2 separate regions of the Ovis aries genome follow, and region 2 is linked to region 1. The links are chromatin contacts, called in public Hi-C maps. All regions are on one chromosome and are shown on one strand. The core of a region is the stretch at or near the end of the contact, and the rest is flanking DNA. Distances in the headings are between cores, read along the strand shown.

Region 1 (4,335 bases), core at 1,500-3,999:
TCATTTTCCCCAAAAACACAGAGCTGAATCCTGGAAAAGCCAAGAGGAAGTCTACTTCAGTTTCCAGTTTTAACTGCTACACTCCAGAGCCCCTAAGAAAGATGTACAATGAAGATTGTGCAACTTGCCCCGAAAGTCTGTTTCAGGCTTTACCATCAGAAAGTCCCTTAGAGCAAACTCGAATGTCTCCCACTTCCCTTACAGTGTATTTCCTCCTGCTTAGCTCCAAGCAAAGCTGGAGAAGAACCAGGCAGGGCAACTTCTGAGAAGCGAGTGGAAGGAGGGGGTGGTCCCAGCCCCACACTGGAGGGAGAATGCATTCCTTCTACCGGGAACTACAGCCCCTCCAGCCCCTCCTGGTTACATGGAGCCCTGGTTACATCCTGGTTACTTCTCCTTCATACCCTCAGAGAGCAAAAGGTTCATTCTGCAGATAAGTCAGAATTCTGCCTCTGTTGCAACACTTCTGGCATTTTGTCAAGCTGACCCCGCTCCCGGAAAAGGACAAGCAGTGCTTTTACATTCATTAGAGAAGAGGCCCTTGGGTCAGAAGTGCATTTCTGCCTTGGAACCCTCACCAACCTGGGGGCTCAGTTCTGCTCAGCACTGGTTAACACCACAACCTTAAGCAGCTCTCCGGTTCGCGGAACACAGGACACCCCTGAAAGATAGCCCACCAGTTCCCTAGGTCTGGGATGGGGCCTGAGAACTTGCATTTCTAACAATTTCCCACGTGAGGCTGGTGCTGCTGATCCGGGGACCCTAGGCTTCCTGATATTTTTCTGCAGAATCCTTGGTGCTGTGTTAGCACCAGCTGCACCATTCTTGTAAATCCTGGCTCCAAACACAGTTCCTACAATCTCGGGAGCACAGATACATGCATGAGCTGAGAGGCAGAGGGAGTGCAGAAATGAGGGTGCTGAGCCCAGGCTGAATGGCCATTTAAGAATAAAGCTCTTGAGGTCTGGAGGGCAGAATACCGAATGGAGCTGAGAGGGCTTTCCACCTCCTTGCTAAGGGTACTGGAATTGGTCTGGGCAAAGCCAGCCCTGCCAGCCCAGCTCAGCTCAGACCTGCCTGAGGCACTCATTCCTTCCTCAGGAGGGGGCCCACTTACCTTCTAGCCACAGCTCAGTGGCTGAATTCACATTCCTTTCCCTGGGAAAGCAGGGCTTCCCAGGTAACTCAGTGGTATTTAAAGAAAAAAAAAATCCACCTGCCAATGCAGGAGATGCAAGGAGTTTTAATCCCTGGGTTGGGACGATCCCTTGAAATAGGAAATGGCAACCCACTCCAGTATTCTTGTCTGGAGAAATCCCATGGACAGAGTCCTGGTGGGCTACAGTCCAGGGGTTCGCAAGGCGTCAGACTACCACTAAGCACGCACGCAGGCAGGCACACACTCTGGAAAGGAAGGGACATCTCTCTGCCTTGCCTACCAGCTCATCAGCACTTTTCCTGGAAGTCTTGGTTGGACCCTGTGTTTCAGGATAAATCGCTGAAAGGAAGGGATCCTGCCTCTCATCTGCAATCACTGATCCTACTGGAAAGCCTGGAGGTCAGGAGCCTGACACAATCCACCCAGGGACTCAACCTCCTCTTGTCTTACACAGCGGGGCTTCACTCTCCTCATTTCCTCTGAATAGAAATCCCTTTGTCCTTGGCCTCCTGGTGAACTCCCAGCCTTCCTTCCAAACTCATCTCAGGCCTTTTGCCTAGGGAAAGTGCTCCCTCAGCACCAACTAGAGTCCATTTCCTCCTCCACGCCTTGGCTGCACTGCTTTGCAAGCTTCCATGCTGTTTACAAATCTGAGCGACAGGAGAGGGATTACTGTCCTCTAAGTATCCCCAGCTTGGCTGCCCTCTCCTTACCAGCTACAAAGCTTCTTCCACTCAGCTTCCACCTCTCTTTCTGTTCTGAGCATGGCAATCTCCCTTTCCAGGATTCTTCTTTGCTGTGATATAGAGTCAAAGTTGGGGAGAGAAAACTAAGAGAAGAAAGAGGTGTTTAGAAGACATGAGAGATAAGGACTAGGGCTAGAAAGACATTTTCTCTAAACTAAAGAAAGGAAAAATAGAGTAGACTGGGACAGCTTTCTGGGGGGAGCTGAAGGAAGAATGCCAAGCAAGGCAGGCTGAGGGCGTAAGGAAGCGGATAGAAAAGGGAAGAGGTTATATTGAGAGTAACTCTGGATGTCCACGAAGACTCTATTTACTGAGTTTAAGAGCACAAGGAAGGGACTTGAATCACTCTGCAGTGCCATTGGTTGCTGGGGCCCTCTCTGATGCTGCTCCAGGACTGGACCACAGGAGTTTTGCTTTCGTTGGGTTGCATCCTCGGGTTTCTCCCGTCTTTTACTTTGTTGTTCTCAGAGTCTGGCACGGAGCCTGGTGCATAAGAGATGTGCAGAAAAGTTCAGCTTTTTCCCCTCCTTTCTTTGCTTCTGTCAACCTTGAGCAGCCCATGAGGCTGAAATGATGGCAGAAGGGAGCAGGAGCTGACAGGACAGCTTGGGGGAGAAAGGCAACTAAAACGTCCCAGTAAATCTCCCTGGACGGAGTGAGAACCAGCCGCACACTGCTGATCTTGGCTGGGAGCCCACCATTTACCAGCCCCCTCCGGGCCTCTAGGGTATGGCTAATTAAAGACATGGTTACTCATTTCATTCCCAAGTCGCTATTTAAGGAAGTAGAATCATGCCATTCCTATAAGGCCTCTGACCCTACCCTAGAGGCAAACAATGCCAGGGCTTGTCTGAGTGGCTGTAAGTACAGAGCTGTTGGGAGAGGCTGTGAGGGGGCGGAGGAGGGGGGAGACAGCAGGCCCCACCGCTGGACCAGCAGCTGGATGCTCCCTCCCTCGACGTCCTCCTCTCTCCCTCCCCCTAAGGGGCTAGGATCTTGTGACCACCCTCCCTGAGCCCACTGCCAGGGCAACTCCTGTGTTTTCTGGACACGGAGTCACACAGCTGACTCAGAAAAAAAAGGACTAACAATCTCCTTTTGGATTTCAAGTAGCAGCAACTCGGAGCATCTGAGATTTTTCAGTTGTTTTTTAAAATGTGAAGAAAACATTGCTTTTAATCAGCAGACTTGCTGAGATCTGCTGTATGTCAGGCCCAGTGCTAAGCACTGGGAAGGGGAATGAATAAAAATAAGCAAGTTTTGCTCTGAAAGAGTGTCCAATCTGATAGATGAAAGAGATGCATAAACAAATACATGACACTAACGTGGAATAAATGTAAAAGTAAAGTTTTATACTATGCGCACTACAGAGAAAGTGGTGATAACCTGTAATTGGCAGGCAAAGAAATGTGTGTGGAGCAGGGGTGGGAGTGGGAAGATTTGAGGTGAGTTTTGAGGTACAAATAGGAGTTCATCACGTGAGGGAAGAACACCCCTAGCAGATGAAAAGCATATTCAAAGTCATTTAAATCATGGAGAAATGAGTTGAATCCATGAGTTTCAATGGGTCTCAAACTTTGCGAACAAATATCTCATACAGAATAAGTCACATTAAAGTAAATAGGTTAGTCTGAAGAATCCAGTACAAGTAGGGATTTTTAAAGATTTATTATTGAGAATTAATTGACATAGAGTATCATATCAGTTTCAAGCAGCCCGAAATTTCTTAGACTTTTAAAAAAAATTTTTAACTGTGCAAAATTATGCATTATGGTTTATAAGCGTCTCATGTTTTGACATTAATATTTTCAATTTCTAGTAAGATTATTCAATTTTCCAAACGTAGATGGTCAAATAAATTGATCCCCCATGTAGGGAGAAGCTCCACATGGATTTCTTGAGAAAGAGAAAGGCAGTATGTAACCAGTGTGAGAACTAGAAAGCCTTTAAAAGAGGGTTGGAGACCAGAGCTCTGTCTCTGACTGTACAAGTGATTTTTCACTCTCATATTTAGGTGATGGCTGGGTTTGACCACAGTTACAGCATTTTCCAAACACTCTTAGAGAAGTAAGTTTGTCCTGTTGTCTGATGAGGCCATCTTGGTTTTTGCAGGAATGGGGTTGTTCCTCTCACCCTTGCCCAGGCCACCACCCTCTGGGCCATGGGTATGTGGCTGGGGTGTGGTACCCAAGGAAAGAGATCACAGGCTAGGAAGGCCATGATTACCGCCTGCAGAGTTCAGAACACAGAGGGAGATAATTTGTGCTGCTGCTGCTGCTGCTGCTGCTAAGTCGCTTCAGTCGTGTCCGACTCTATGCAACCACATAGACGGCAGCCCACCAGGCTCCCCAATCCCTGGGATTCTCCAGGCAAGAACACTGGAGTGGGTTGCCATTTCCTTCTCCAATGCATGAAACTGAAACAGCAGAT
Region 2 (3,825 bases), core at 763-3,262, 620 kb before region 1:
CAAGAGTTCCAGCGGTACTTGACAAGTATGTGTACCCAGAGCCCAGACTCTTTTTCCTCCAGTCTGGCTTCCACACGTCTGCCAGGTAACTTTATGAAACACAAATAAGGACCTGTTTAAAAAACAGGAGGTTTAAACACCTTTGCATGGCATCTGGGGCCCCTCACAGTCCAGCTCCACTTTCTCTATCAGCCTCCTGGAACTCTCAACTCAACAGACAGCACATTTTCCATCACTGCCCAGGCAGCTCATAAACATCTCCATCTTTGCTTATGCTGGGTTTTCTGACCAGGATGCCCTGCCTCCAACTGCCTGGCAAAGTCCTGTTTTGTTTTTTTTTTTTTCTCTCGGTGTCTAGAATCACTTTCATCAACTCAATGGACGTAAGTTTGACCAAACTCCAGGAGACAGTAAAGCACAGGGAAGCCTGGTGCGCTGTAGTTCATGGGATGGCAGAGTCTGATATGACTCAGTGGCTGAACAACAATGTTACTTTCTACTTTGAAATTTTCCCAAATTTGCCCCACTCCTTCCAATGTTTTAGAAGATACATTGCATAGACTTCTATGGCATTTTTAAGGAGTATTTATTTCTGTATCATTTTTTTGGTATCATTTTTTAAAAGGAGACATTTGTCTCTCCTCCAGAACTGTGACCAACAAGCACCTAGCTTGTTTTCCGACGATCTAATATTTACTGAACTGAAATATATTGTTTGATATTGATTAAAGAGAAACAATGTGTGATGTAAGCCTGGTCTAATGATGTCTGAATCCGTGAGAATCAGCAAGGCTCCTTCCCACCCTCAAATTCCTTCTGCACTGGCTCCAAGGAGGCTCAGATCCCACCCTCAAAGTTCCCTTCTTTTGCTTAGAACTTATGCCCTAAGAAGTTTATCAGATTTTTTCCTGAGCTCAGGAAAGGAAGGAAAGGCAGGGAATGGACACAGGTGAGGTGGGGAAGGGGCAACGGGAGGAAAAGAGGGCAGAGAAGGCTCTGAGGAGAAAGCCTGCCTACTTAGTTTTCTCAGGGTGGACGAGGTCTTCTGGAGTTCGGGACATTGACTTTAAAAGCCACCCACTTGACTCTCTCAAGATGTTTAGGATGAGAACTGATGGCATCGAAGGACAGAGAGATCACCCTGACAGTTCATGCAGAGTTCTTTCTACTCCAGGAAGGGCAGTGAAATTCAGGTGCCTGATCTGAGATGGTTAGAAATACCTGGTTCCAGGGAGGAAGAGGAGCGACTGGGCCGGCGGGTGGGGGGGTTGGGGCGGGGAGTGGGGCTCAACCTGGAGGCTGTGAATAGAGGTGGGCTGGCTCAGGGTGCTAGCTGGGGTGGAAGCGCCGGCAGTGCCGGCGTCTGCAGCGGGAGAGATGACGGATGATGAGCTTAGGTGGGAGGGCAAGGCCGGAGCTCGGCTTTTCCAGGCCAAGGGCTGGCGAACCCCGGGATGAGACTTGCTTCGCCTGTGCCCGCCGCTGCGGACACCCCGCAGCTTGCCTCTCACTGGGACCTGGGACCTGGGGGAAACTTTTTCAGACTTGCTTTGTGCTGGGACCGAATACTTCGGGAGCACAAGGCAGGCTCCGCAGAGGTTCACGCCGGCCGAGGGGGCAGAGCAGGAGTGCGGGCGTGTGGGTGTGTGCATGAGCGTGGACCCGGAGCGACACACACTCACACACACACACTCACACGCCCGCACCCACGCGGGGCCCTCGGCCGCGCCGCCCGCGCCTGCCCGGACCTTCACCTCCAGGGCCGCTCCCTCCGATCCTGCGCCCGGTGCCCAGCCCCTGCCGACTCGGGGAACCGAACGGGATAGACAGAGACGGCAGGGTCTCCCCGTCACCCCGCCGCAGCTGTTCCCGCATCCCCCCGCCCCCGCGCCCGCCCGGGGAAGGGGGTGAAGGCGAGAGGTGCCCGGGGCTCTTACCGCTCAGGCGGCCGAGTGCGCGCGGGAGCGCCGCCGGGTCCCGCCCCGCCACGTCGGCAGGGCCGGCGGGGACGCGGCCGGAGGGCGGGCTGGGAGCGGGACGGGGCGGGCTGGCCGCGCGGCCCCGCCCCGCGGCCCCGCCAGGGCCCCGCCCCCGCGGCCCCGCCAGGGTCCCGGCCCGGAGCGCGGCGGAGGTCCGGGCACCCCCTCACCCAGGCTGCGGGGCTCGAGGATGGGGGTCGCGGCCGCATTTCCGACCAAGCATCGGAAACTTGGTTTTTCCGAACTTCGTGCCGCCTGGTGAGCTGGAGGGGCGCCCACCCCCGCCCGGGGCGGATCTAGGGGCTCTCCCGTTCCCTTTCCTTCCTTTAAAAGCGGCCAGGAAACTGCGCAGTTAAACCAGGAAGGGGTTGCTCAAGTTCAGCAAGAGTTTTCGATCCCACTCCTCCGCCCCCGCCCCCACCCCCCCGCATGGTGCTTTAAATAGCTTTCCCTTACCCTGTTTGTGAGAGTGTCATCTGATTTAAAACCAGCCAACCGAATAAAAACACTTTCTAGAAGGCCAGTTTGGAAACGTGGATCAAAATTCAAATGTGTTAGCACTGGCCCAGGAATTCCACATCTGCGAATGTGTACCAAGTAAGCAGTCAACTGTGCACACGTGTATGTCCGAGGATGTTGACTGTGATTGTTTGTGCCACAGAAAACAACCCGGAAGTAAACTGTCCTCCCAACAAAAGATTGGTGAAGTAATTTTTAGTAACTTCAAACGACCAGGTATGCTGTAGTCGTTAGAAATTATAACTGTATGTCCAGTTTGTTGATATGGAAGGAGGGCGGACCATAGCCGAATATTAAGTGAGGGCAGGGAAAACTTAGAAGAGCGCATGTACAGTATAAATCTATTCTTGTGAATATATAGTATATGTATTTTTATATAAAAAGGAGATTTTAATGTTGAAAGCAGTTATTTTTTTCTGAGTTCTTCAGTGGTGTTAGCAAATTGTATTCCAGGTGTGTTTTGGTGTACCACAGACACCGTGCCTGTGACTTATGTTTGCCTTGGGTCAAAGAACCCACCTGCTGATGCCGGAGACATTAGAGATACCGGTTGGATCCTTGGGTCCGGAAAATGCCCTGAACGAGGGCATGGCAACCCGACCCTCTCCAGTATTCTTGCCTGGAAGGTTTCATGGACAGAGGAGCCTGGCAGGCTATAGTCCACAGGGTCGCAGAGTCGGACACAACTGAAGCGACTTAGCACAGGGCACAGCAAGTTCCTTTGCCAAACCTGCCCCTCTCTACCCTGCTGAAAGGCAATAGCGCAATCAGGCATTCCACCCCACCCCCCCACCCCCCCGCCCACACACACCCGTTTTTTTTAATTTTAATTTTAATTTTATATTGGAGTATAGTCCGTTAACAATGTCGTGTTAGATTCAGGTGTGTAGCAAAGTGATTCAGTTATACACATTCCTGTATCAATTCTTTTTCAAATTCTTTCCCATTCAGGTTATTACAGAATATTGAGCACAGTTCCCTGTTCCTCTTGGTTATCTATTGTATATAGATCAATCCCAAACTCCTAATCTATCCCCCTCCTCCCCCCTACAACAATAAGTTTGTTCTCAAAGTCTGTGAATCTGTTTCTGTTTTGGAAAAAAAGTTCATTTGTACAATTTTTAAAAGATTTTACATATAAGCACCACTATATTTGTCTTTCTCTGTCTGACTTCACTTAATATGATGATGTCTAGGTCCATCTATGTAGCTGTAAATAACATTATTTCGTTCTTTTTAATGGCTGAGTAATATTCCATTACCCACATTTTCTTTATCTAGTCATCTGTAGACATTTAGGTTGCTTCCATGTCTTGGCTATTGTAAA

The links. A called contact is a pair of places that touch in the nucleus more often than the background predicts.
Region 2: a contact with region 1 is called in a Hi-C map of skin fibroblasts, with 2.7 times the contacts expected there. The contact joins the promoter of FAM114A1 here to the enhancer-like site in region 1. A contact is called at or near these places in 2 of 16 Hi-C or Micro-C datasets (skin fibroblasts and tail adipose tissue).

The regions. Positions count from the first base shown.
Region 1 is chr6:58,189,690-58,194,024 of ARS-UI_Ramb_v3.0, reverse strand. No RefSeq gene overlaps it. Among named protein-coding and RNA genes, the nearest start is that of TBC1D1, 270 kb to the right of the region's middle. Within about 2 kb of position 2,749, at least 33 of the 54 cell types and tissues checked have an H3K27ac peak or open chromatin away from gene starts, as enhancers often do.
Region 2 is chr6:58,806,052-58,809,876 of ARS-UI_Ramb_v3.0, reverse strand. It overlaps FAM114A1 (family with sequence similarity 114 member A1), which reads right to left and starts at 2,012. Exons shown (of 15, transcript XM_060416961.1): 1 at 1,938-2,012. It also overlaps a transcript of TLR6 not described here.